7 separate regions of the Mus musculus genome follow, and regions 1, 2, 3, 4, 6 and 7 are each linked to region 5. The links are chromatin contacts, called in public promoter capture Hi-C maps. All regions are on one chromosome and are shown on one strand. Each heading gives the region's core, a stretch centred on a gene start, on an enhancer-like site or on the middle of the called end of the contact. The rest is flanking DNA. Distances are from core to core; before and after follow the strand shown. Region 1 holds the start of Arf3 (ADP-ribosylation factor 3). Region 2 holds the start of Calcoco1 (calcium binding and coiled coil domain 1). Region 3 holds the start of Sp1 (trans-acting transcription factor 1). Region 4 holds the start of Wnt1 (wingless-type MMTV integration site family, member 1). Region 5 holds the start of Slc4a8 (solute carrier family 4 (anion exchanger), member 8). Region 6 holds the start of Atf7 (activating transcription factor 7). Region 7 holds the start of Spats2 (spermatogenesis associated, serine-rich 2).

Region 1 (3,445 bases), core at 571-3,070, 2.0 Mb after region 5:
GGCTCCCAGCACCACGTGGAACAACTGCTTGTAACTTTGTCTCCAGAGAATGTTACATTTTTTTCTCCCTGTAGTAGATATCCACACTTACAGGCACCTACTCACACACAGAGACGTATGTGCGTAGGTACAGTTAAAAATAAATCCATTTGGCTGGATGTGTGACAAATACCTTTAATCTAAGCACTCAGGAGGCAGAGGCAGGCAGATCGTATTTGAGTTCAATGCCAACTTGGTCTATAAAGTGAATTCCAGGCCAGGTGGGGCTACATAGTGAGCCCCTGTCTCAAACACAACAATAACAAATATATATATTTTAAAGCTGAATGCCTGTGGTGTAATGAAAGCATTCCTAAAGTAAGATGGGGGATGATGCCAGGAGAATCACACAGAGCTAGCCTAGAGTGTGCACTGCAGCAGCAGAAACCAGAGATCCTGGCCCAACGAGGGAAAAAAGTCAAGAACAGCGACTCCCAAAAGGTGTCCTCTCTAACCTCCACATCTTGCTAGAGCACAAGTGCACCCGCAATCTCTCATACAAGCACACACACACAGAGTTAATAAATGGAGGGAAAAACGAGCAAAAACCAGAGCTTAACAAAGGCTCTCAACAGCATTGAGTCCTGAGTGGGGACAAATATAATTCTCTTCGTTATAAGCAAGTTCCTTGCTGTCCATCTCTTCGTTAACCATCTCTGGCTGTTCTGGAGCCTGCTCTGTAAATCAGACTGACCTTTAACTCACAGACATCCACCTGCCTCTGCACCCTAGTCTCCAGTGCTGGGATTAAAAGCTTGTGCCACCACCGCCCCCAGCCAGTCCTGTAATTTTTGAGGTAAACAAGAGAAGACAAACTGGTATAAAGGTATAAACCAGAGACAGATGTGACAAGAGATAGATTCTGTTCCCAGCCTATGTTTTGGAGGGAGAGAAGAGTTATAACGCTGCACCAAGCTCTTATACTTGATGCATTTAAAGAACGCAGTGGGGGCTGGTGAGATGGCTCAGTGGGTAAGAGCACCCGTTTCTGGCGAGGACCCTTCTAGCTCAGATTCTAACATAGCTTGTGGCTAGAGTCTCAGGCAGTGTCTCCATCATGTCAAAAGATGAGTGTCAGGGAAGGAAGGCGGGGTCCTGGGTGCGCTTTCCTGGGGATACTAAAATCCAGACTCATCTAGAGAGACTTCATGAGAGCCGCCTCTGAGTTTCTGCCCTCTGCCTTTCAGCCTCAACCTCCTAGACGACCCCATCCAGATGTTTCCTCTAGTATCTGGAATGCATCGTTCTTTCTCCTCTTCCTTTATGGGAAAGGATCTCAGAGAAAGCATCCTTAGGAACTAGGGAGCAGAGCGGATTAGCAGGTGGGGTGCGAGTGATGCGCTGTTTATTTGGAATAAGACTGGACTAGAGCAGGATACAGCAACCGTTTTCATCCTCCATGCTCCACATGGGCTCTGCTTAAGAAACCCCGGAGACTCCCTGGTCCGAGCCCTGTGGCCAGCGCAGCCAGGATGTGGCAAGGTCCCGGAGCTCGCTCTGCTCGGGAGCCTCACCTCAGTGCCCACAGCCCCCTCTACACGCCGTGCCTTCCGATCCTCCAGCCCCCACACAGGCCCCCGCCTAGGCTCAGCTTCAGCACCGGCTGCTTTTGCTGCAGCCGCTGCCATGGTGATGGGTCTCGCGAGAACTGCCGCTCGCTACCGCGCACTTCTCGCGCGATCGTGGAGGTGGGAAGTAGCCCGGGCTGGGGGTGGGTGTTCGCCGCACAGCTCCTGTCGCCGTCGCGGCTTCCGGTGCTAGGTGGAGGGCGGGCAGGAGGGAGCCGGGGAGCGGGCCAGCGGACCATCTTCACCGCGGTCGGGTCGGCTTGCGGAGCGGGAGGCAGCGGCCGGAGAGCCGGGCGGAACCTGCGGGGGCGGAGGCGGCGGTGGCAGCCGCGGCGCAGGGAGCAGGAACAGGTTCGGAGCTGGGGAGGGAAGGCGGGTCCGGGCAGGGAAGAGGCTGGGTCCGGGTGGGAGCCCGAGGCCCCCGGCCGCGGTCCGGCTCGCACCGTCTGGGCGAGGTGCTGGTGTGGGGGGTGATCCTCGCTGAGCTTGGGGACCCCAGCCCCACTCCTGTCCCCGCAGCCGAAGGACGCCGAGCTGGGGTGGGGGCGGGGGGCGCACACGGATTTGTCCTCCGCCTCCCCCGAGGGTGCGACCTGGGCTGCAGAGGTGAGCTTGGGAGGGTTGGGGACGAGGGGGAGGCAGGCTGACCTGTGGGAGGGGGACGCGGGGGCGGTGTGGCTGTTTGGCTCTCTTTTCCTTGGGTTTAAAGGGCTGCGAGGAACGCTGCCTTTTCTCTCTCCCTCCCCCGCCCGAGCTGTGGGGGAACCAAAGAAAAGCCGTGCCGTGCCGTGGTTATTCTCCTCCCTCACCCAGCGCGAGGCGTGGGGGGCCGGGGCTTAGTATCAGGGCCTACTGGTGGGGCTCGGCTGGCTGCGCACGGTCCTCACGGAGGTGGCGCTCTGCTCTGGGGTGTTGGGAAGAGGGCAGCAGGTGGGGAGAGGGTGGAGAGGAGGCTGGAGACGGGGGAGGGGGACCTGAGCTAGCTCGGAGGAGAGAGGTGGGGCCTTCCTCCCCCAGGCGGAGCGGGGGCGGTGTCACCGAAGGAGGGAGCAGCTTGTCACTGGCCCTGAGTTTGTGTCTTCCAATCCGCTTTCTTTCTCTAGGAAGTACCAGGATTCCCGGAACAGAAAATGAAGCCTTTGCTTAGCATGCCAGTCCTTTTTGAAGGAAGGAGGGGGAGGTGGGGAGGTGAAGTTCCCTGTTAAAACCTCAGGGTCCTTTAGTTAAGTCGTAACTCTTTGGAGAGACTTGTTTTTTTTTTTGGGGGGGGGGGAGAGGGTCTCTGGGCCAGGAAGAATGTAGTGGAGGGTTATGTATGTGGTCAGGACTAAGAAGAAAATAGTGAGGTCATTAGGGAGACGGGTAATGTAAAACCCGTCTCTGCCACTGTTGCATTGGGTCACCCTTGGGTCCATGGCATGAAAGTTTTATTGGGAGGAGATCTGCTGCAGGAGTCTGATTGCTTGAGTCATTGCAACAGGATAGAATCTAGTCTCTGCATACCTCCATCTGTGACCCCAGGCAGGGGGATAGGGAACTGTCTTTGCTGCCATTTTGTCTTAGACCTGTTTGGGGATAGTATCCCCACTGTGTGCTGCAGTGGCCATTGGGTTGGCCTTTGGCATGTTGGACCTGCGCTTGAGTACATTGTTAAAGGCCGTTTTAAGAAAGGCCCATCCACTTACATTCAGCTTTTCACACAAGGAGTCACTGACCTTGGAGGCAGCTGGAAAGGGCTCCCAGGTGTCACACAGTCACTCCTGCACAGTTTTCCTTCTTTCTCTCCTTCCTTTCCCCCTCCCTTACTCCTTTGTTTGTTTGAGATGCAGTGCCCTTGC
Region 2 (3,316 bases), core at 211-2,710, 2.0 Mb before region 5:
TCTTTGGACAGGCTTCACTCGTAGCTAACCCAGGACCTTGAACTATCTCCCCATCCAGCAGCTTGTGCCCTAACTCATAAATCCTGACTAATGACACAGACATGTCATCTTAATGTTTGTGCAGCCCAGTGACTTAATGCTTGGAGATCTTCAAATGAAAGGCACCCAAGGACAGCATCAAATACCCTATTCAATCTTAAAAGGAAAAAAAAAAAAAAAACTACCAAAAAAAAAAAAAAAGTAAAAGAAGAGGCGCCGCCAGAACCTACTGCCACAGATAATTAGAATGGACCCAACCAGGAGAGGACAGCTGTCTTTCCGGCATAACTATTTATTTGTGAGACAGGGTCTCCTGTGTAGCCTGAGTCAGAATCGAAATCTCCAGGATCTCCCTGCCTCTGCCTCTTCAATTGCTAGGGTTATAGGTGTGTAGCATTACATCTCACTTAATCCTTTAATATTGAGAAAGGGGGGGGGGGTTGAACTCTTCCAGGGTTGGAGGCCACCCACAACGATGAGGACGGTTCAAGTCCTTAAGTGACTGCGGTGTGGGAACAGTGTGACTCTTTCGCCTATCAAAACAAAACAAAACAAACAAACAAACAAAAAACAACCCTATAGCAACAATTGTATTGTTGCTCTAATTAATTTAAGCCAGTTAAAAGGCTTGGGCAAACAAGCCTCTCTAAGTAGCTTGTTGTGAGCTGTGGCAGTCCTGCCAAGCTCTCTCTTCAACCGCATGCTTTTCATTCCACAGCCTAGCCACCATTTCAAGCTATGTCCCCTAATCCTAGCCCCAGAAGCCACTCCAGGGGGAGCACGTGCAGGTGTGGTATGTGTGTGTGTGTGTGTGTGTGTGTGTGTGTGTGTGTGTGTGTGTTATCGGACCCCTTGGCATGGAAATCTTCTCAAGCTGGAACCAAACAGTAAGCTTTGAGACTTTTACAAGCTCTGTCAACCCTGAAGTCAGAACAAGCTAAAAATAAATAACCACTACCACCCCTGTGAGTTTCCCCACCCACAACATGGTGGCTGTAGCTCGTAGCTTGGGAGAGGCCTGGCAGAGTTCTACAGTTTCATAGCCCTGACCCTAGAGGATTCCTTAGACAAGTTTTTTCTTTTGTAAGTAGATATAACACTACAGCCTATCTTGTAAAAGCGAACAAGAAGGCTGTGCTGGAAGCGTTCCGCCCCACCGAAAAGAGCTGTGCAGAACGCGTTAAAGCCGTCAACTCTCCCACTAAGCATGCTACGAACCAGCAGCCTCCACTAGATCAGCCTGCCCTTTCTTAAGGAATCATGGGCCGTGAAGTCCTTTGGAAGACACACCCTCCTGAACTGCCTCGGGAGTAAGAACTACATCTCCCGGGATGCCACGCTGAGTCCATCACCGCCCCGCCCTCTTCCCCGCCCCTCGCGCGCAGCCTCCTGGGACATGTAGTTCCACAGGTAGAAAAGTAGACAGTGTCGAGTCATAGAAGAACCACAAGCCCCAGAAGCTCTCGCGTCACTCTTCCCCTCCCCTCCTATAGTCGGAGTGCTGTTTTTGTTGTTGGTGAAAGGTGAGGGGAACAGCTGATCCGTCCGTGGGGTAAGAAACTTGGCCTAACTGAGGGTGGGCTTACGCGGGGGTGGTCAGCCCGCTTCTCAGCCTGCGAAAGGCTAATCCGAGAGAACTGTAGAAGAGGACGGTAGGAGCGTTTAGGTTTTAATACTTTACGCACTAAGGAAGCCTCCCCCACGTTTCGGTTTTGTTGGTTTCAAGGGGGGCCTTGAGGAGTAGCCCGCATTGTCCTCACTTTCTTGCGGGGCCTCCTCAGTAAAGCTCGATCCGATTATGGAAGCTTGAAGGGACTGAAATATTTGCTTAATCTTTTCCAGGCAAGTCTTTGCCCTCACAGACCTTCTCTCTCTTACCCAAATCCAAAGATCCAAAGGCCTTTACTACGCTGAATCCCTGAGGGGAAAACTTCCAACTTGTGGAACGCCAAAACGCTGAGAGCCCTACAGTGGAGAGGGGACACACACACACACGCACACACAGAGAGGGAGAGAGAGAGAGAATGCATTTGAACATCAGCATCTGACCACATACACTTTCAGTTCTGAAGAATATCTGCAGCTGTTACAGATTGTCTTTGTGGGAAAGGAGGGGTTTGGGGTTCTCAACGGGTAGAACTTTAGAGACAGATCTCACTCTAACCTAAGAAGACTTATATTGAAGAAAACACGGAGTAGCTGTAATGAGAGATTTTTCATAGATGAAAAAAAAAAAGCCGACAAAGAAACTGTTTCCTATTGCATTGCTGGCCCACCTTTCCTTCTCCATGGAGTGTTTAATTTCTTTTAAAGTTCCTCCCCCACTGTCTCAGCCTGGTGTGGGTTTGTGATGTTTGGGGGTGTGCATATGACTAGTGGTGATGTCTGATTGGACACATCAGCTGCACCTGACACAGGAAGCAGATGTGTGGGCTAGAGAAAAGGGCTGCCTCCCCGCTCTGGACTGAGGTGTATTTTTTTTTTAAGTTAATATACAGTGAGTTTCATTTCAAACATGTACACCATCCATACTTTGTTCTTATTCATCTCTGAGTACTACTCTGTTTTAACTTTTTTTTTTTTACTTCTGTGTGTGTGTGTCTGTCTGTCTGTGTCTGTGTGAAGATAGGTGTACAGAAGTCTGAGCACAGCTTGGGGATATCAGTTCTCTTCTCCCAACCTTGAGTTGGTGGCAAGCACCTCTACCCACCCAACTATTCTACCCCCTGAACTCTTGATTGTTGTTGTTGCTATTATTATTATTATTATCTATTTTCCAATTAGTTCTCCCTAGCTAACTCCATTTTATCTGCTTATCTCCTGCCATTAACCCAAACATATGTCAAGATTTGGACTCTTAGAATTGAGGCTAAGAGGAGCCAACAAGAAAATGGGTATAGGGTACTGGAGCTGGGCTAACACCCAAACAAATCATTAGCTTTCTAGCTCTGCTCCCGTCAAGATGGGGGTGGGGGGGGGGAGAATGTTTCTCGTTGATCTCTGCCTTTTCTCAACGCCGAATGTATATTTCCCCTTCTCAGGGCCCCTGACTTACCCTATTTCTAACCTGTTTCCCTGCCTAAGGGCGGGGCTTTCCTGGCTCCAGGCCCCCACATTCCATCTCTGCACACCACCACCTTCCTACTGAATATTTCACTCCACCCTTGAACTGCCACCTCCAGAAGTTTTGATTTCCTGGAATAGAAGTTGAAGGACAGAACCTGTCTTTCCTATTATCCTCCCCTTCTCTAGCCTTGGAGGAAAGCCAAAGCTCGCC
Region 3 (3,218 bases), core at 21-2,520, 1.6 Mb before region 5:
AGTGGAGGCAAAAGTTCAAAGAAATCCTCAGCTACATAGTAAATTGGGATGCCAAAGCCATAGACACATAGCTTAATGGTGCCCAAGACAGGCCACTATTTTCCTATGCACAAATTAACCCCAGAAATGACTCAAAAATTGCTTTGGAAGCTAGGCATGGTGACTCACACCTATAATCCCAAGACTTGGAAGGATGAGCCAGGTGGTTCACCAGTTCTAGGTCTTCCAGGCCTACAGAGTAAGAACTGATCCCAATACAAATAGCCCTTTTGAGAAAGGGAATTTGGAATTTCAGTGTCTCAGAAATAAAGAGTTGCTCCTTAGGGTTGATAGCACTCTTAATCCCAGCACTCAAGAGGAAGAGGCACCTAGACAGCTAAAAGTCTGAGGGCTGCAATAGTAACTTCGAGTTACTACGAATACCACATAGAACCTATCTCAAAAAAGAAAAAAAAAAAAAATGCATCCTGGAAGGAAAAGGAGACCCAACATGTGGGTGGATGGAAAGTGTGCTAAAATTAGGACTATAAGAGATGAAGAAAGATCTAGTGTAAACAATAACAGGAAGGGACTGAGAAAGAGTAAATCCTAAGAGAAGGTGAGGAAACATCTGAGAGGACAGGTAAGGGTCTAGGGATTAGAACCCAGGTTTGGGGCTGAGGAGGCGGTCCAAAGAAGGAAGGGGCGGTTTCGGGGATAGAGGCGTGGCAAGGGCGGGTCGGATGGGGGAAGGGAAATTTACGGGGGTGCGGGGGAGGGCCCGGGGCAGGCTGCGACCGGAGGGCGGGCGGACCGGGGAGGCGGTTGGCCCAGGCGGGGCCTGCACTGGTCGGGCCGCCCCCGCGGCGCCAGCCCCCGACGGGAGGAGCCTCAGGCGGCCGGCCGGGTAGTGGGGGGTAAGGCCCGTCCCTCGTGGCCGGGGCGGGCAGGGGGCGGGCGAGGCCACGCTGCCCCCTCCCCCGGGGCGGGTAGCCCATCCCCCTCCTCCTCCGAGGCCCCGCCACTGCCCCTTCTCCCTCCCTTCCCTCCGCCCCGGGCGGGACCAAGGCCGCCGCCGCCGCCTCCCGCCCGCCCCCCCTCACAGCGGGGACCGCCCGGTCGGTCCTCGCGCGCGCCCCCTCACTCCCCTCCCACCCCTAGGCTCGGAGTGGACTCATCCTTACCGCTCATGGTGGCAGCTGAGGGGCGAGCTCAAGGGGGTCCTGTACGGGGGGGTTGGGGGGGGCCGGGAAAAACGCGGACGCTGACGAGGCAAGCGAACCCGGACCGGACAGGGAGGGGGGGGTAAGGAGGAGGGAGCAGCGCACCACAAGCCCGGCCTAATCCCCGCCCCTTATCTACTGCCCCGCCCAATGAGGGAGGGTGAAAGGAGGGCCTTGCAGAGGAAAGGCGGGCTGCCTACCCAATGGTAGGACTCGCTCTCTCGCTGAGGCGTGTAAGAGCAAGTTGCGTACTTGGTTTCCGCCCAGAAAGGCCGCCCTCTCAGTTTTAGCAACCAATTAGAAACTCAGGAAGTGGTGGTGGGCGGGATGAGATGACGATGGACTTGCAGAGAAACCAGTCAACCTCCAGGCGGGCTCCGTGAGCGGTAGGGATAGGAAGAGCTTAAGTAAGAAAGACAGGACAACGACCAACCAGAATCCTGGGCATGCCTGGGCAAAGTCCGTGTAGGGGGAAGAGTAAGAAATAGGCCGGAATGGGATAGGAGCAAGCTTCCTAAACCAATCAGAATTCAGGCGGGCAGTTAAGAAAGTTCTGATTGGACGATAACTGAAAAGAGCCGGAACAGGACGCGTATTGACGTGAACGAACAGCCAATTACGCGCCGAGGAGAAGGTGGAGGCTGGAACTTGGAATGGGGAGAGGAGAACAGGCTTCCTCCTCCGATACTCAAGCCAATGAGGCAGCGAAGGCAGCATGGCACCGCCTCTAGCTTTGGCCAATGGTCGTTACAGGGCCGCCCATCCTGAGGAGGGAACCGGGCTGTGCCAAAAGGAGTTGGTCGCCATGTTGGCCCTCCTCGGGAGGCTTCCTTCCCTCGTTAGGGTGTGCGCTTGAGTGGAGCCCTCCACAAGTGTCAGAGTCGAGACGCGTGAGGGCGAGAGTGTCGCGTCGCCCGAGACTGTTCGGGTTGTCCCTTCCCCGCTCCTACACAGCACCCCTCGAATGTCACCCCTGCCGGGATGGGCGGGCGGCTCCCCCTGGCCGTGGGTGGAAGCCCTGCGGCGGCGGGCGGGACGACAGCTTGGTGACGGCACGCGAAAACCCAAGTCGACTGAGCTGACCAATATGGAAGTCTTTCGGGAAGATGTAGCAAGCGCCATTTTCTTAAGCTGCCCCAGACCTGCTAAACCAACTCAGCTTTCAGAGTAACGCACGCTGGGGAACTTCGTGAAGCCAAGCTCTCATAAACTACTTCCATTTTCCCTCTTAGTAGAAAGCACGCTAACCTAGTTACTTCCTTTTGCAATCACAAAGGTTAAAGATTTTGCCTTAGGCACCTCAATCTCTGGCCTCCATTTCGCCTTCTTTCTCCTCATTTAAACTTTGTCACTGACTGGTGTCACCACGTTTAGTACTTGGAACTAATACAGTTAATCACTTAATGTGTCCTACTTTACGGGCTGGATGCTCCTGTAAAAAAAGGGAAACACTTTAAAGATAGGAACCGAGGCTCTCTGCTCCTTTGGAGATGGCCTTGGAAATGTGAAGTGACAGCTGAGATACCTGGTTGTCCCAGTTAAATAGGCATTTAGCACTGATTATGACAAACTCAATGTAAGGCATGGTAGTACACACTTTTAGGACCCAACTCTGGAGGCAGAGGCAGGAGGATCTCTTCTAAGTTTGATGCCAACCTGATCTACATACTGAGTTTCAGGACAGCTAGGGCTGTGCAGACCAACAATGTTTCAAAACAACAACGAAAATTAAGACGTTAAGAAAAATATTCACCCGGGCAATGGAAAGCAGAGGCAGGCAGATTGGATTTCTGAGTTCGAGGCCAGCCTGGTCTACAAAGTGAGCGCCAGGACAGCCAGGGCTACACAGAGAAACCCTGTCTCGAAAAACCAAAAAAAAAAAAAAAGAAAGAAAGAAAGAAAGAAAGATATTCAGCATCAGAAATATTAAGTGGAGAAAAATTAATTTGAGAAGTAACATGCCCAAGATTACAAAGCTAATAAATAATAAGTTTTGTCCTAAAAAGTCCTATATAG
Region 4 (3,168 bases), core at 490-2,989, 2.0 Mb after region 5:
GGAGTCATGTGTGCGAAGCATGGAATGCCCTCCTCTCTAAGCTTTACTGAGACTCCAGAGCCTTAGCAGAGCAGCTCCAAGGGGAGATTCCCAAGTAGAACAAATCTGCATAGCCAAGATCGCTACTAGTATTGGCAGTGCAAACTTTGCTGGGTGCGAAGCACAACCCTAGCTAGCCCTCAGAGATCAGCTTCCCAGGTACCTTTGAGGAAGGCTAGGGAAAAACAGCTGTCGCCCAGCGCCCACGATCCGGAATTCCCTTTCTGTGGGCCAGTGGCTCAGCAACGTTAAAGATCATGCTCACAACGCAAGGCTAGAAAGAATCTGGTGCTGACCTACGGTAACTGCCGGCACCAGGCGATTCTCAGTTTGATCACATATAACCCTGGGATGTCTTCCCTGCCTTCGCCCGCCTATGCCCTGGAGATGACCCTGCTTTTCCCTTAATCCCGGAAGCGTCGCTTTCCTGGGCACCCACCTCGGTTGACGATCTTGCCGAAGAGGTGGGGCCCCGGAGCAGTGGGGCAGTTCCAGCGGCGGTTTCGGAATTGCCATTTGCACTCTCGCACAGCGCTCTGGAGCCCTCCACTCACGCTGTGCAGGATCCCCGGGTTCTGTCGGATCAGTCGCCGCTGCTTGCGGCTCAGCAGCTGCAGACTGGGCTCGAGCACCAGCTGCAGACTCTTGGAATCCGTCAACAGGTTCGTGGAGGAGGCTATGTTCACGATGCCCCTGGCGGGATGCATAAGGGTTCAGTCCAGGGGAGGGGACCTGCATCCTAACCATACAGGCTGTACCACCCTATCCTTGCCTGGCCCTGAGCTCCAGAGTCTAGTGAGTGGACAGAAAAGGCATGGCTACCTTAGCTCTTCCTTTCTTCAAGTCAGCCCCCGAGGAGAAACCCCACCTGCAGCCTTGCCCACCTTGAAAAACTTAGGAATTCCACTCCCTCACCTCAAAGCTAATATCTGGTTTTTTTTTTTTTTTTTTTTTTTTTTTTGGTTCAAGACCTAAGGGACACCTGAGCACCCACCACAGCGAGGTTGGGACCTGTTGCTCAGCAGAAACGGGGTCGTATTAAATGGGAATGGTCTCTGAGCCTGGTGTATCTGGGCTTCTGCATGCCAATGATGTGCCCCCACTTCAGCAGAGCTAGTTCTAGGTGTGAGCACCCTGGATGTGAAGTCACAATGCACGAGGGGGGTCTGTAGGTTGGTGATCCCCACAGCGTGGGAGCTGGGTAAGGCCCGTGCCTGGCTCTTTGCCCCAGGACAAGTGGCGGACCCCGTACTAGCTCACTTACCACCATCGGCCACTACTGTTGGCAGCCAGGGCTGCGGGCAGAGCGGTCAGTGCCAGTAGCAACGTAGTAGAAACCCAGCTGGGCAGCAGCGCCCAGAGCCCCATGGCCTGCCTGGCCTTGCTGGTTCTGTGCTGCGGTTCTGACGACTGTGGTTGCTGTCCGCGACGGTGGGACTGGACACAGCGGTGAGGGCAGTGATGCGAGTTCCCAGGCTGGCTCTAATAAGTCTGGAGGCGGGCCGCAGGCAGCATGGTTCGCTGTCCTGGCTGCTGGGCTGAAGCAGCCACTGCGGGAGGCACCGCCTCTTATAGGCCTCTTATAGTTGCGGCGCTGACTGCAGTGAGAAGAGGCTGCCCCTCCGGGCCCGGGCGGCACTAAAAGCACCAGGGCGCACTGGTCAGGGCCACAGACAATGAGTGGCGAGCGAAGCTGTGGCTCTTGCCGGTCTGAGCAAAGAGCTGACAGGCTAACCGTCGGGGCTCACCCCCGCCCCCTGCCTGGTGGCCCCCGCCTCCAGGTCTGCACTGGCCGCCGACCCCTCCCCTTGGGATGGCCTCCCACGCGCGCCGGCCTCACTCTTCTGCGCGTCCGGAGCCCGTCGGGGACCAGCATCCGCCAGGGGGCGCGGAGACAATGCGCTGGGGACAACCTGTTTGCAGCCTGGATTGCCTCCCCCACACGCGCCGGTGGGGCTGTCCTCTCGAAGTCCGTCTCCTCTGTCCCCCCTACGCTGTGGTCTCTTCTCTTCCCTATTCTGAATGGCAGGATGAAAGTTGTGGTTCTAGCCAGCGACTCCGTGGAGACACTTCCTCACCCAGGAACCCCGACGGCTGGACAGAGAAGGAAAAGAAGGAGACAGAGCATGGGTGGAGCTGTGGTCAGGGATTCCCGGGCGTGGGGTGTAGGGGTAGGCTGAGCAAACCGAGCTGGTGGCAGTGAGAAACTCAGAAGCGCCCAGCAGTTTGCCTCTGTGGGCTAGGGGGAGTGTAAGCGTCGGTGTGTCACCCGTGAGATTAAGTCAAAGTGTACATGTGTTCTGAGGGTGCACGCTCCTGTGTATTGGTGTATCCAGAAACTTCTAACGAAGAACATTTTGAGCCCTTTCCAAATAATTGTGTAATTTGGCTCAGGACAGGGAGAGCATGAAGTCATTTTGTTACAGTCACCACTTAACGCAGTGTATCAGGAAGGAGGTGGGGCTGTGACAGGAGACGTCCAGAAGGCTGCAATTGTGTTTGCAGGTGGGTGCATGAGTGTGTGTGTGTGTGTGTGTGTGTGTGTGTGTGTGTGTTTGTGATTAACGACGTGCACTCATAGGTGTCATTCTGTCGCTCTGGGTACCTAGTGTCACCCTATGGCACCTTGAGTCAACCTGTGCTTATCATTAGATGTGCTAGTCATGAAGATGAACCGGGCTTGTTTCTCTGGCAACTAGGCTCAGAAAGGATAGGACCACCAGCCGAGTAGCTGTCAGATGGAGCTGAAGACCTGAGGGAAAGAATGCTTGTGGGAAGAAGCTGGCTCCTTTTGGTTTTGTTGTTGCTGGTTTTGTGACCGGATCTTGCTGTGTGACCCTACCTAACATAAAGGTTTAATATGTAGAACCCATGATGGTCCAGTGACTGCTGGGATTACAGGCCTATTCCGCCACCGTACCTGCCCAACTCAAGATGAACATAATTGGGGGGAATGAGAGATGGCTCAGTGGCTAAAAGCACTGACTGCTCTGCCAGAGGCCCCGGACTCTGTTCTCAGCACCCAAGTGGTGGCTTATAGCCACCTGTAACTCCAGTTCCAGGGAATCAGGTGATGTCTGAGCCCCACTGACACCAAGCACACACAGGTGCACGTATACATACATACAT
Region 5 (3,073 bases), core at 378-2,877:
TGTAAGAACATGTATGAATAAATAAGGTGAATACCAGATATCAAACTCTGGCCAGCCACCACATGAGTGCTCGGGCACACACACACACACACACACAGGCATCCACACACAATTCTTACTTCTAGCCAGGGTATGGCTCAGTGGTAGAGCCTTTGCATAGCAAGTAGAAGGCAGTCCATCCCCAGAACCGCCAAAGGCAAAAAAACCAACCAACCAAACAAACAAAAACGCTAATTCTCCTTTTCTACCAGCTGGAAGAGGCAAGAGCATGGCCTATTTTTGCTCACTGTCTCCCAAACAAAGGTTGACTATAACATAGCATGTCATAAGATCAGATGGGGAAAGGTTTTCCAAGATCTTAGATCTATTTTTGTGACTGGCAAGCAAAGGCTACTTGCCGGGAAGAGGGGCAGGGTGTGTCATGCCCACTTCATTCACCACATGCAGGAAGTTCTCCATGCCTCCTCCCAGAACCCACTCCTGATGTCAACATGGCATTTGCTTCCAAGACCCGCCACCCTTCCTGCTTCGGTACTAGTCTCCGGCTCAGCTCCCTTCCCTCCTTCAAACCCTCTTGGCACAGCAGTAACCACACCTGATCGGGTTTCACAAGAAAGCCGGTGTGAGAATTCAAAAAGCTACTACTCACTGGATATCACACAATAAACTGTGTTTCACGGAGTCCTTAAAACAGCCTTGTGAAGTAAACCGTACACATATTTCCATTTTAATAGATGGGGAAACCGAGGTTCCAAGAGACAGGTAGCTTACTCAGATCGCGAAGCCTATGAGAAGCAGGTTGGAACCTGTACCCACTGACCCTTCACACCTAGTCCAATGCTTCCTAACATTAGCCGCCCCTGTTGTTCTAGGTAAGGCTGGTGGTGTCGGCGCTGTTGACACCTCACGGCTCCCCTGGTTCATGTGCATCCATACCCAGAACTTGTCAGCTGTCTGGGCAGCACGGAGGGATCCACAAAGCCGGCTACATTCTCAGGGCTGTTCCCAGCCTCCCGGTCTTTGCAAGGTTTCCTCTGAGTCACTGAGGAAACAGAGTCAAAACACAAAGACCCGCGCAAGGTCCCTGGATTCCCTCTCGTCCACCTACAGCATAACTAGGCAAGGCCAGAAGCCGGTGTGGGCCGCCAACCGGGACCCGCGGACAGAGGTCACTGCTCCGGGACACCGGGCAGCCGGCGACGCAGGGGATGCTGCAGTGCCGGCGGCTCCGGGCTCGGCCCAAGGTCACCCTCCCCGGCCACCCGGAGCGCCCCCTGGCGTCCCGTGCGGGCCTCCCCCCTGCCCTCGGGGACACGCCTGGAACCCCGGCTGGGGCAGGAGCGGGGCGGTGGGCAGAACACCGAGGCTGAGCCGGGGAGGAGCGGGAGGCGGGGCCCACCTGATAGCTGAGGACGCCGTCCGGCTCGTTGCTCCCGGCGGGCATGGCCGGGCGGAGCCTGGTCTCGCCGGTAGGTTCCAGGTTGAGCTGCAGCAGTCCGCGCCCTGTAGTCCAGTGTGAGACGATCGCACGCGCAGCGACCCCTACCCTGGATCCAAGGATCGGTCAACCATCAACCGGCGCCACCTTCATAGCCATCAGCCCGCGAGGCGCCCGCAGCAGCCAATCAGAGGGCGCCCCGAGCAGCCAATCAGCGCGCGGAGCACGGGAGGACGCTGTCCGGCGGTACCCTGGGCTACCAGGAAGAAGGGAGGAGGGCGCCAGAGAGCCAACCCCCTCCCCGCGCCGGTTGCCTTAGAAACCGCCTCCCCCCTTAGGGGGCCTCCGGGCTCCGAGGTCCTTCCTACTGCTTGCTAGGAACTGAAAATCCCTGCCTCTGTTTGCAGCTGCACCTGACTCTTGGGAAAGTGTCAGGTTTACCTGTTCTGATTTTATTCCTCGGAAGATGGGTTTTAAATTAATAGAAAATTTCCCTCCGAAACCAAGATGGCAGGAGGAAGTAATGAGAAGAGAGAGCCTTCTAAAATTACTTTTAACCCTTGAGTTAGTGGCCAGATTGAAGAGCGTTAGAGAGCAGCAGACAGGAAGCAGTCAAAGAGGCTGAGACTCGGGTCTCCCCAGTCTAAGACTGACAGCAGACAGTGGGGGTTGAGCTGAGGGTGATTTCAACGTGTCCAAAAGACATACTGTAAGACGAATTATTGTTCAGCAGCGGAACTAACCGATCTGAGGCGAGGTTGGAAAGTGAGGAGTAAGGCATTCGACTTGATCTGAGTTTAAAAGGAAACAGAGTAGGTTAACCATCCGTAGCTTGAGAGAAAGAAAGGGGCCTTTGTCTTCTGTCTCCTGAGAGTGGAGGTGAGTCCAAGCCATTGAGGGGAAAGGGATCGTGGCAATCAATCTCAGCCTCTGCCAAAACTGCAGAAAGGAGCATGACCCAGTACATGTCAAAGTTCAACCCTTATGGTGGTGCAGGCTCATCTAGCCCTCAGGAGGCTGAGGCAGGATAGCAGCAAGTTCAAGCCTGCCTAGACTTCCTGGTTAGACCTTATCTCACACAAAAATATTTTTTTTCAATCTCCACATATCATCAGTACACACTGTAATCAAAATAAGAAACAAGATTGGGCCTTAATGTCTCTGGAGCTGGGGAAATGGCTCGGTCTAAAAAGTTCTTACCATATAAGTGTGAGGAGCAGAGTTCAATCCGCAGCACCTAGGAAAACTGGGTCTGGAGGCAAAAGCTTGTGATCTCAGTGCTGGGGAAGGTAGAGACGGCAGAGTCCCCGGAGCTTGCCAGCCAGCCTCAGTCTCAACCAATCCATGATGAGCTGCAGACTTGGTGGGAGATTCTGTCAGAGAGTGCTGGAGAGACAGCTCAGCAGCTAAGGGAACTTGTTGCTGTTCTAGAGGACCTGGGTTGGGTTCCGGGTCCTCCATGGAGGCTCATAACCATCCAGAATGCCAGTCCCAGGGAATTTTTTCATCTCTTCTGAGCTCCTCAGGTGCAAGAAATAAATGTAGCACACAGACATAGATGCAGGCAGAACACCAATGCACATTAGAAAAAAAAAAAAATAGCCTCGCAGTGGTGGCACACACCTTTAATCCCAG
Region 6 (3,506 bases), core at 191-2,690, 1.9 Mb before region 5:
CAGCAGTTAAAAGAGGACAGACCATTCTTCCAGAAGACCTTGTTTCTAGTCCCAGCACTGACACTGCAGGTCTCAACCATTTGTAACTTTAGTTTCAGGGTACCTGGTGCCCTCTTCTTGCCTCCACAGGTAGGCATCTGGTATGTAGATGGTATACATTCAGGCCAGACAAGTGGCTCATACTTAATACAAGTACTTAGGTGGAGGCTGACACAGGAAAATGAGTTTCAGGACAGCTTGGCTTCAAAATAAGCCCTGCCTCATTCATAAATAAATAAATAAATAAATAAATAAATAACTTTCTCAAGAGGACTTCTCTCAATACTAGCAATAGTGTTTTTCCCCTCTTAGAGTTGCTTTCGGTCTCATTACCCTGAAAAGCTCTTCACTTTCTGAAGTAAGTATAATTATTGACTTATGACCTATCTCTCCCTCAACCGTAAAATAAAAATTCTGTCAGAGAAATTTTCCACATGACCAGGACAGTGTTGTGTGTGCTTTTGTTTTTGACGTAGTATGTGCTGTTGGTATTTCAATAAAATACTTGCTGGGTAACATATACAAATTTTAAAAAAAAAAATCACTGTGCTGTGGCTTCACACTGAGCTACACTAACAGTCCTACTTTCTCTCTGTAAGTGTGTGTGTGTGTGTTGTTCACAGGTATGGAGGGTTGTCCAAGAGACCAGATGACAACTTCAGGTTTGGTTCCTCAGAGCTATCCCCCTTATTTTTATTGTTTGTTTAACGCGGGATTTCCCACTGGCCCAGAAGGCTAGACTGGTGATCATCCATGGTCTTTTGGGGGTGGGGTGGGGGGTTGTTGAGACAAGGATAGCGCTGGCTGTCCTGGAATTCGCTATGTAGACCAGGCTGGCCTCGAACTCACAGAGATCCGCCTGCCTCCATGTGGCGATTAGAGGCGGGCGCCGCCGCGGTGAGGCTGGAGTTGAACGTACTTCCTCACACTACCATCGTAGCTCACACACAGCACACACCGGGCAGGGGCTTCGGCCAGTGAGGTGCTGTCAAGTGTAAAGCAGAAAGTGCAAGCAGTCACCTGCTCGGATCGACTCTTGCTTAACTTCCTCCACACAACTAATGACCAGCTTGGTGACTGAAGTCCCTCTCTTGGCTCCGCTCCCTTAATTCCCCTTTATCCGAGGGCTGCCTGAGACACTCTCAGTCCCTCCCTGCCTTTGCTTCACCTTCGGACCTCCACAGCTACAGACAGATCGGCAGCGTTAGACGCCAGGGCCGCTCTCCCCGCGCTGCCCACACTTTGCAGCCGAACACGTGCGAGTCGTGTGTACAGCGCTCGCCCAACCTTCCACTCAAGCCACGCTCACAGCAAGCCCCGCCCCTAGGCCCTGGTCCAACTCAGCCCCACGAGTCGCGCCCTCGCCCCCACTTCTCGCGAGAAGTGAACACGCCTGGCCGGACGGGAGGAAAGTATCTGCTCCGCTGAGGGGGGAAAGGAGGAGCAGGAGACAGATTGTGGGACCGAGCGCGGGCGGGCGGGAGGCGCCGGAGCTACCAGCGGGTGAGTCCTGTTAACATTAGCTAGTCCGTGGCCTGACAGGAGTCTCTCCTTCTACTCTGGCCAGTCCCAGCGTCCCGGGCCGGGGTCTCCCCTCCCAGTCTGTTGGACGGGGGCGCTGAGGCGGTGGCCAGGCCTGTCTGAGGAAGAGGGTGGGGCGTAGGCTAAAGACAACCAATAGGAGAGAAGGAAGCCACAATTGGCGGCCATGAGCGCTAATGGGAGATCGCCTTTACCTTGCGGAGTGCCGCCCTCTTCTCTTCTCCCGCCTCCTTCCTTTTGGAGGAAGGCGGGGCCAGAGGACTGAAGTGTGGGGAGAACTTGGGGTAAGTAGCCCCGGGGGGCACAGGGCGTGGCGAGGAAAGGGGGGTTGAATCCTGAGGGAAGCGAAGTCTAGTGGAAGTCTAATGGAGGGATCTTGGAGTGGAAGATAGAGGAGGACTGCTAAACTAGGTTGAAGACTCAAAAGATTTCCCAAAAAGTGGGTTTAGGGCTTGGCACTGCAGAAGGCAGAGGTAAATAGGCAGGAGGTAGGTTTGGGTGACGAGAGCCTGGCTCAGGTGAAAGCACGCGTTGTGTGGTCGAAGTGGAGCATTGGGAAACGGGGGTCCTGGCGTTTCGATTGAATTCAGAAGAATCTGAGCAAGAGACACGGTGTCAGAAAGTATGGATCTGGACAGATTAAGTGGATGAGTTTAGGAGGACATGTGAGTGGGTTGGGTTGCTAGAAGGCATCGCTTCGGTGATAATATGGAAATCCAGAGGGTAAGGGGGGATATTTGGAGAAGAGACAGCGACTGACATACAGTCTGGTTCTTTCTTCAGTCGGGAGACCGCCAGGATACTGCTTAGTGTTTTTTGGTGGATATGGCACCCAGACTGGTGACCAGCCAGCCAAAATGCTGGCCCGGGGGTTGAGAAGAAGAAAAGTAGGGCGCTACTCTGATTGTCATTTTTCCAGTGTTCCACTTTCCAAGTTTCATTTCTTTCAGAACACAGGGATGTGGGCCTGGGACTTCGCAGTCCAAGTTGGAGACCCGTTGGGACTTCTATGTTGCTCTGAAATGCTTATTATGTGCACTCACTGGGGTGTTTACTACCCAGGGCACCTCCTACCCAGATTCCCGTGTTACTACTTTCCTAACTTTGTTTTCTGCTTAGCAGAGGGTGTTTTAATATCTCTCAGGGTTCATATGAAGTATAGGTTTGTGGAGATGTGCAGGTTTTTTTTTTTTTTTAATTTCAGCAAACTCATTTGTTTCCTATGTTTAAAATTTTTTCAGCAGTATAATTTCTGAAGAAACTATAGGTACTCTAAACACTAACAAATAAATTTTGTTTCCTTAAATGTGAATTTTCCCTTTCGTTCATTAAGAGTTATTTAATGGATGATTGAACTTAATCTTAATTATCTTGTATATTTTCTTGTTTATTAATTGGGGCAGTGTTTCATATAGCCCAAGTACACCTCAGACTGAGATAACTGAGGGTGACCATGATCCTCCACCCACCTCCCAAGTGCTGGGATAATAGGTGTGTACCACCATATCCAGTTTATGTAGTACTAGGGTTCTCAGGGTCTTATACATGGTAGGTAAGAACTCTGCCATGTGAGCTACAGTCTTTAGCCCTTGTGTGTGTGTGTGTGTGTGTCTGTGGTTTATGTAGTGTGTCATGTAGCCCATACTAGCTTTGAACTCATTTTTAAATTTCTGATCCTTCTATCTCCACGTACCAAGGGTTGATACAAGCATTCGCTTCCATGCCCAGTTTATCAGTTTATGTGGCGCTGGGGATTGAACCTAGGGCTTTGTGCATGCACTGTACCCATTGAGCTTTATCCCCAGTCCACTTTTTATATTTTGAGTGGTGTGAGTGAAATAGACTCATAGTTCAGGAAATTGAACATTTTCTCATGTTTTCTTTGCATCCAGATTTACAAAAAAGAGCTATCATAGTATTTTAGG
Region 7 (3,378 bases), core at 172-2,671, 1.6 Mb after region 5:
TGAATGCATAATGATAATAATAGCTTCAGAATCAGTGATCTTCCAGTCAGTGCTGTATCAAATTTGGCCTGGAAATTAAAGTATAAAGAAGATACAGGCCCAGCCTCACAGCTGTAATCCCAGCAGCTGGGAGTCTGAGGCAAAAGAACTTTACTTCAAAGGCTAACTGGGGTTACACAATAGGTCACAAGCCAGCCTAGGTTACTGATAAAGACTAAGACCACCCCCAAGGGGGGAGTCTGGGGGGGGGGGTGGAATGCAAAGTCCATAACCCTGAAATACTTATTCACAGGACTCCCAAACCACCTTAACTCAAAAATACGAGAATGTGGAGGCAGTTTGACCACTAGGAATCAGCATCCCTGAACAATTTCTAAAAACAAAAAACCGAAACTCTCTTCCCCCAAGCACAAAACCAGAATTAGAAGGTTTATGAACATTTTTTTTTCAAGCCGGAACATTTCTCAATGGGAAACAAAAATTCCAACAAAGGACAGACAACTTAAATTTAAAAAGAAAAAAAAAATCACAGTTATTCATTACTTTTCAAACCAAACATCTTCAACTCCGCAGTATCGCTGACCTCGCTCATGGTAGAGTACTGCCGGCAGTGTGTTCTCTCTTGCTTCAATAAATACGGAGAAATTATATACAGTAGTCTGCTGAGCTGATCGAGAATAAATATTACAGTTTTGCCTTACAACAAAATGAACTATAAATAATAATAATAAAATTACTGGGAGAAGGGCTTGCATGCCTTAGCAAGGGGCCAAGACTAACCCACTCCCTAAAAAAAAAAAAAAATAGAATCATCTTGGATGAATTAGGAGACGAAGACCCTCTAGTGCACCTCTATCCTAGGCTCTGGTTTAATTCAAAACCAAACTCGTATTTCTTTGCCTCTCTTTGCCTTTTCTAGTCCGGTTTCCTCTCAAATTCCGAAATTGTCCTTCTACCCTTTAAGTCCCATGATGGCACTTGCGTCCTGACACAATGCAGAAGACTTTACACATGCCCATCTCGCCGTACTTCACATTTCAATCGACCCATTATTTCATTCTTTCCGATCCCGCACGTAGTTTCTGAAATCTAGGACCGCACACACGCTCTCGCCAGAGTCCCCCTCACTCCATTGTTTCTCCGGCCTATCCTCTGGAAACTCCCCAACTCGGACCCGTGTGCTTCGCTCGCCCCTTTAACCCCAGAAACCCGCGGCCCTCTCCACACTGCGGGAACCAAAGGGCTCCCGGTCCCCCTCCTCTCGGTACCCCAACCCCCAACAACTGCCCCTTCCCTCTTTCCCCTTCCTCGAGCCCTCCCTCCACCTCCGGCCCCTCTCGCCCCCGCCACCCACTTCACCCAACACCCCCAGCCTTACCTAGCCCGGGCTCCCTGCAGCCGCCGCGTCCCCCCAGTTCCGGGCTCTGCGTTCCGGACGCTCCCGGGTCTGGGATGAGGAAAGAAGAGCCTCCGCCTCCTCCTCGCCCTCGTCCTCGGGAGCCGCCGCCGTCGCTGCCGCGCTCCTCCCCCAGCTCGCCCGAGGCCCGACGCCGAGCCGCCCCGCCCCCACCGCCGCCTTCCCCGCGTCCCTCGTCCGCCGGGCGGCCGGCAGAGCCTCGCAGGCGCGGCTGGGGCCGGAGTGCCCGCGGATCCACAGCGACCCTCGTCCGCCCGCACTCGCGCCGCCGCTCGCCCCTCTCGCCCCGCCTCGGAGCCCGCGCGTGCGCGCGCGCTCGTACTCGTGCATGCGCCCCCCGCCAGCCGGAGCGCAGGGCGCGCGCTCGCGCCGGCGCGACCCCGATGCGCCGCACGCGGGAGACCGGAGCCGAGGGGACCGGGGCGCGCGGCCGGGTTACCGCTCCTCTCAGGCGCTCTCCCTTCGCGCGGGGTTCGCGCGCCTGAGTTGCGGGAGACGGGGAATTAATTCACTGAGGGGTTGAAGGAGCGGGTCAGGGGCCAAACGGGAAGGAACGGCGGCGAGACGAGCAGGGCGCGTACTCGCGTCCGCGTGCGGGAAAGGCGACCTAAAGCGGCCGGGCTAGGAGTGGGCGCCAGCGTGCCCCTAAGTGACGAGCCGAGCGGGAACTGACGGAAAGAGCCGAAACTCACCGGAGGTGGCCGAAGATTCCCAATGGGATCCTAGAGCCTTTCGCTCCAGGTCTGCAGGCACGTCCGCCCTCTCTAGCAGGGAACAATTCAGCCGCTCACTCCCTTTAACTTTGCCCGCCTCCGGACCTACCTTCTGCTCCTAAAGGTTATTTCAGAGCCACCTGGCCACCCAGCCTGATGGGAGAGGTTCTGGAGAGAGGATGTGCGAGCGAACGACCTCACACTTCCTGCATCCCTCTACGTGGCTGTGATTAGGAAGGGCTGTTGTCGAATCTTTCTGTTAAATACCTAACTTCGTAATCAGGGCTCGAAATCTCCAGCCTCTCCAGAGCCAGATCATCGCTAGTATTGATGTATCTTTTGAGTTAGTGTCTTACCGGTTCTGATCAGGAGAGAGAGGTTAGGAAGGGCATGTCCAACCACATTCAAGCCAAGGAACTTAAATATGAGACCTGTTTTGGCGGTTATTTTTAAAATCTAAATAGTGAACTTTGTGGAAGACAATCATGTCACAATATCAAAAGGTTGGATACGCCTGGTAGAGGCTGAGTTTTCGACTAAATCATCACTGAAAATATTCATCACCATCTACTTCTCACTTCCTTTGAAGCCAAGCAAAGGGGCTTTGAATAGTCAGAACCACCTCAAGTGCGTGCTTATAGATGTGTGCTACAGGCAGAGCACAGTATATCCATATGTTTTATCACTCCAGTCTTAGATCATATAATTGACCATGGGACAGTATGTGTCTGCCAAGTCAGATGTCTTCATCGGATCCTTGTTCTTTTTGCTGTGCACTGTTTTTATTTTTGTTTATTGTGACAAGATCTGGCCATGTAGCTCTCTGCTGGCCTCCAACTCTGGAACTTCCTGCCTCAGCCTCCTGATCACTAGGAAATCCGAGGCTTATACCGTGCTGGAAGAGCACTGCTGCCCCTCCCCACCCACCCCCAACCTTAAACATGCTAGGCGCAGTTCTTTTTTCATGTAATGTTAATATTTTTTGATTGATTGAACTTGTGTGTCTTGCCTGCGTGTATGTATACCATATACCTGGTGCCAGCAGAATTCAAAGGAGGACAACAGATCAAGACCTGAAGTTCTGAATGGTTGTGAGCCACCCTGTGGATTCTGGGGATCAAGTTCATAACTGCCCTCCCCTGGGCACCGTTCTTTATATAAGAATAAAAGGTATTGGGCCGTGTACAGCAGCACACACTATAACTGCAGCACTCAGGAGCCTGAGGCAGAAGGATTGTGAGTTCGAAC

The links. Promoter capture Hi-C pulls out the DNA fragments that hold promoters and counts their contacts.
Region 1: a promoter capture Hi-C map of liver shows a contact between it and region 5, with 5 times the contacts expected there. The contact joins the promoter of Arf3 here to the promoter of Slc4a8 in region 5. A contact is called at or near these places in 3 of 39 promoter capture datasets (liver and pre-B cells).
Region 2: a promoter capture Hi-C map of pre-B cells shows a contact between it and region 5, with 4 times the contacts expected there. The contact joins the promoter of Calcoco1 here to the promoter of Slc4a8 in region 5. A contact is called at or near these places in 2 of 39 promoter capture datasets (liver and pre-B cells).
Region 3: a promoter capture Hi-C map of pre-B cells shows a contact between it and region 5, with 5 times the contacts expected there. The contact joins the promoter of Sp1 here to the promoter of Slc4a8 in region 5. A contact is called at or near these places in 4 of 39 promoter capture datasets (3T3-L1-derived adipocytes, the HPC-7 cell line, hippocampal neurons and 1 more).
Region 4: a promoter capture Hi-C map of liver shows a contact between it and region 5, with 7 times the contacts expected there. The contact joins the promoter of Wnt1 here to the promoter of Slc4a8 in region 5. A contact is called at or near these places in 4 of 39 promoter capture datasets (hippocampal neurons, liver and pre-B cells).
Region 6: a contact with region 5 is called in a promoter capture Hi-C map of pre-B cells, with 5 times the contacts expected there. The contact joins the promoter of Atf7 here to the promoter of Slc4a8 in region 5. A contact is called at or near these places in 4 of 39 promoter capture datasets (fetal liver, liver and pre-B cells).
Region 7: a contact with region 5 is called in a promoter capture Hi-C map of hippocampal neurons, with 6 times the contacts expected there. The contact joins the promoter of Spats2 here to the promoter of Slc4a8 in region 5. A contact is called at or near these places in 2 of 39 promoter capture datasets (hippocampal neurons and liver).

What each region holds. Positions count from the first base shown.
Region 1 is chr15:98,761,493-98,764,937 of GRCm38.p6, reverse strand. Arf3 (ADP-ribosylation factor 3) reads left to right here and starts at 1,820. Exons shown (of 5, transcript NM_007478.3): 1 at 1,820-1,958. LOC115488470 reads left to right here and starts at 2,892. Exons shown (of 1, transcript XM_030248862.1): 1 at 2,892-3,445. The coding sequence starts at 3,026.
Region 2 is chr15:102,720,322-102,723,637 of GRCm38.p6, reverse strand. Calcoco1 (calcium binding and coiled coil domain 1) reads left to right here and starts at 1,460. Exons shown (of 15, transcript NM_026192.3): 1 at 1,460-1,591.
Region 3 is chr15:102,404,368-102,407,585 of GRCm38.p6, reverse strand. Sp1 (trans-acting transcription factor 1) reads right to left here and starts at 1,270. Exons shown (of 6, transcript NM_013672.2): 1 at 1,164-1,270. The coding sequence starts at 1,170.
Region 4 is chr15:98,788,428-98,791,595 of GRCm38.p6, reverse strand. Wnt1 (wingless-type MMTV integration site family, member 1) reads right to left here and starts at 1,739. Exons shown (of 4, transcript NM_021279.4): 1 at 1,304-1,739; 2 at 479-732. The coding sequence starts at 1,407.
Region 5 is chr15:100,760,301-100,763,373 of GRCm38.p6, reverse strand. It overlaps Slc4a8 (solute carrier family 4 (anion exchanger), member 8), which reads right to left and starts at 1,627. Exons shown (of 25, transcript NM_021530.2): 1 at 1,400-1,627. The coding sequence starts at 1,444. It overlaps Gm52175 (a long non-coding RNA gene), which reads left to right. Exons shown (of 3, transcript XR_003951485.1): 3 at 448-685.
Region 6 is chr15:102,623,398-102,626,903 of GRCm38.p6, reverse strand. Atf7 (activating transcription factor 7) reads left to right here and starts at 1,440. Exons shown (of 12, transcript NM_001310067.1): 1 at 1,440-1,542.
Region 7 is chr15:99,124,888-99,128,265 of GRCm38.p6, reverse strand. Spats2 (spermatogenesis associated, serine-rich 2) reads right to left here and starts at 1,421. Exons shown (of 13, transcript NM_139140.1): 1 at 1,379-1,421.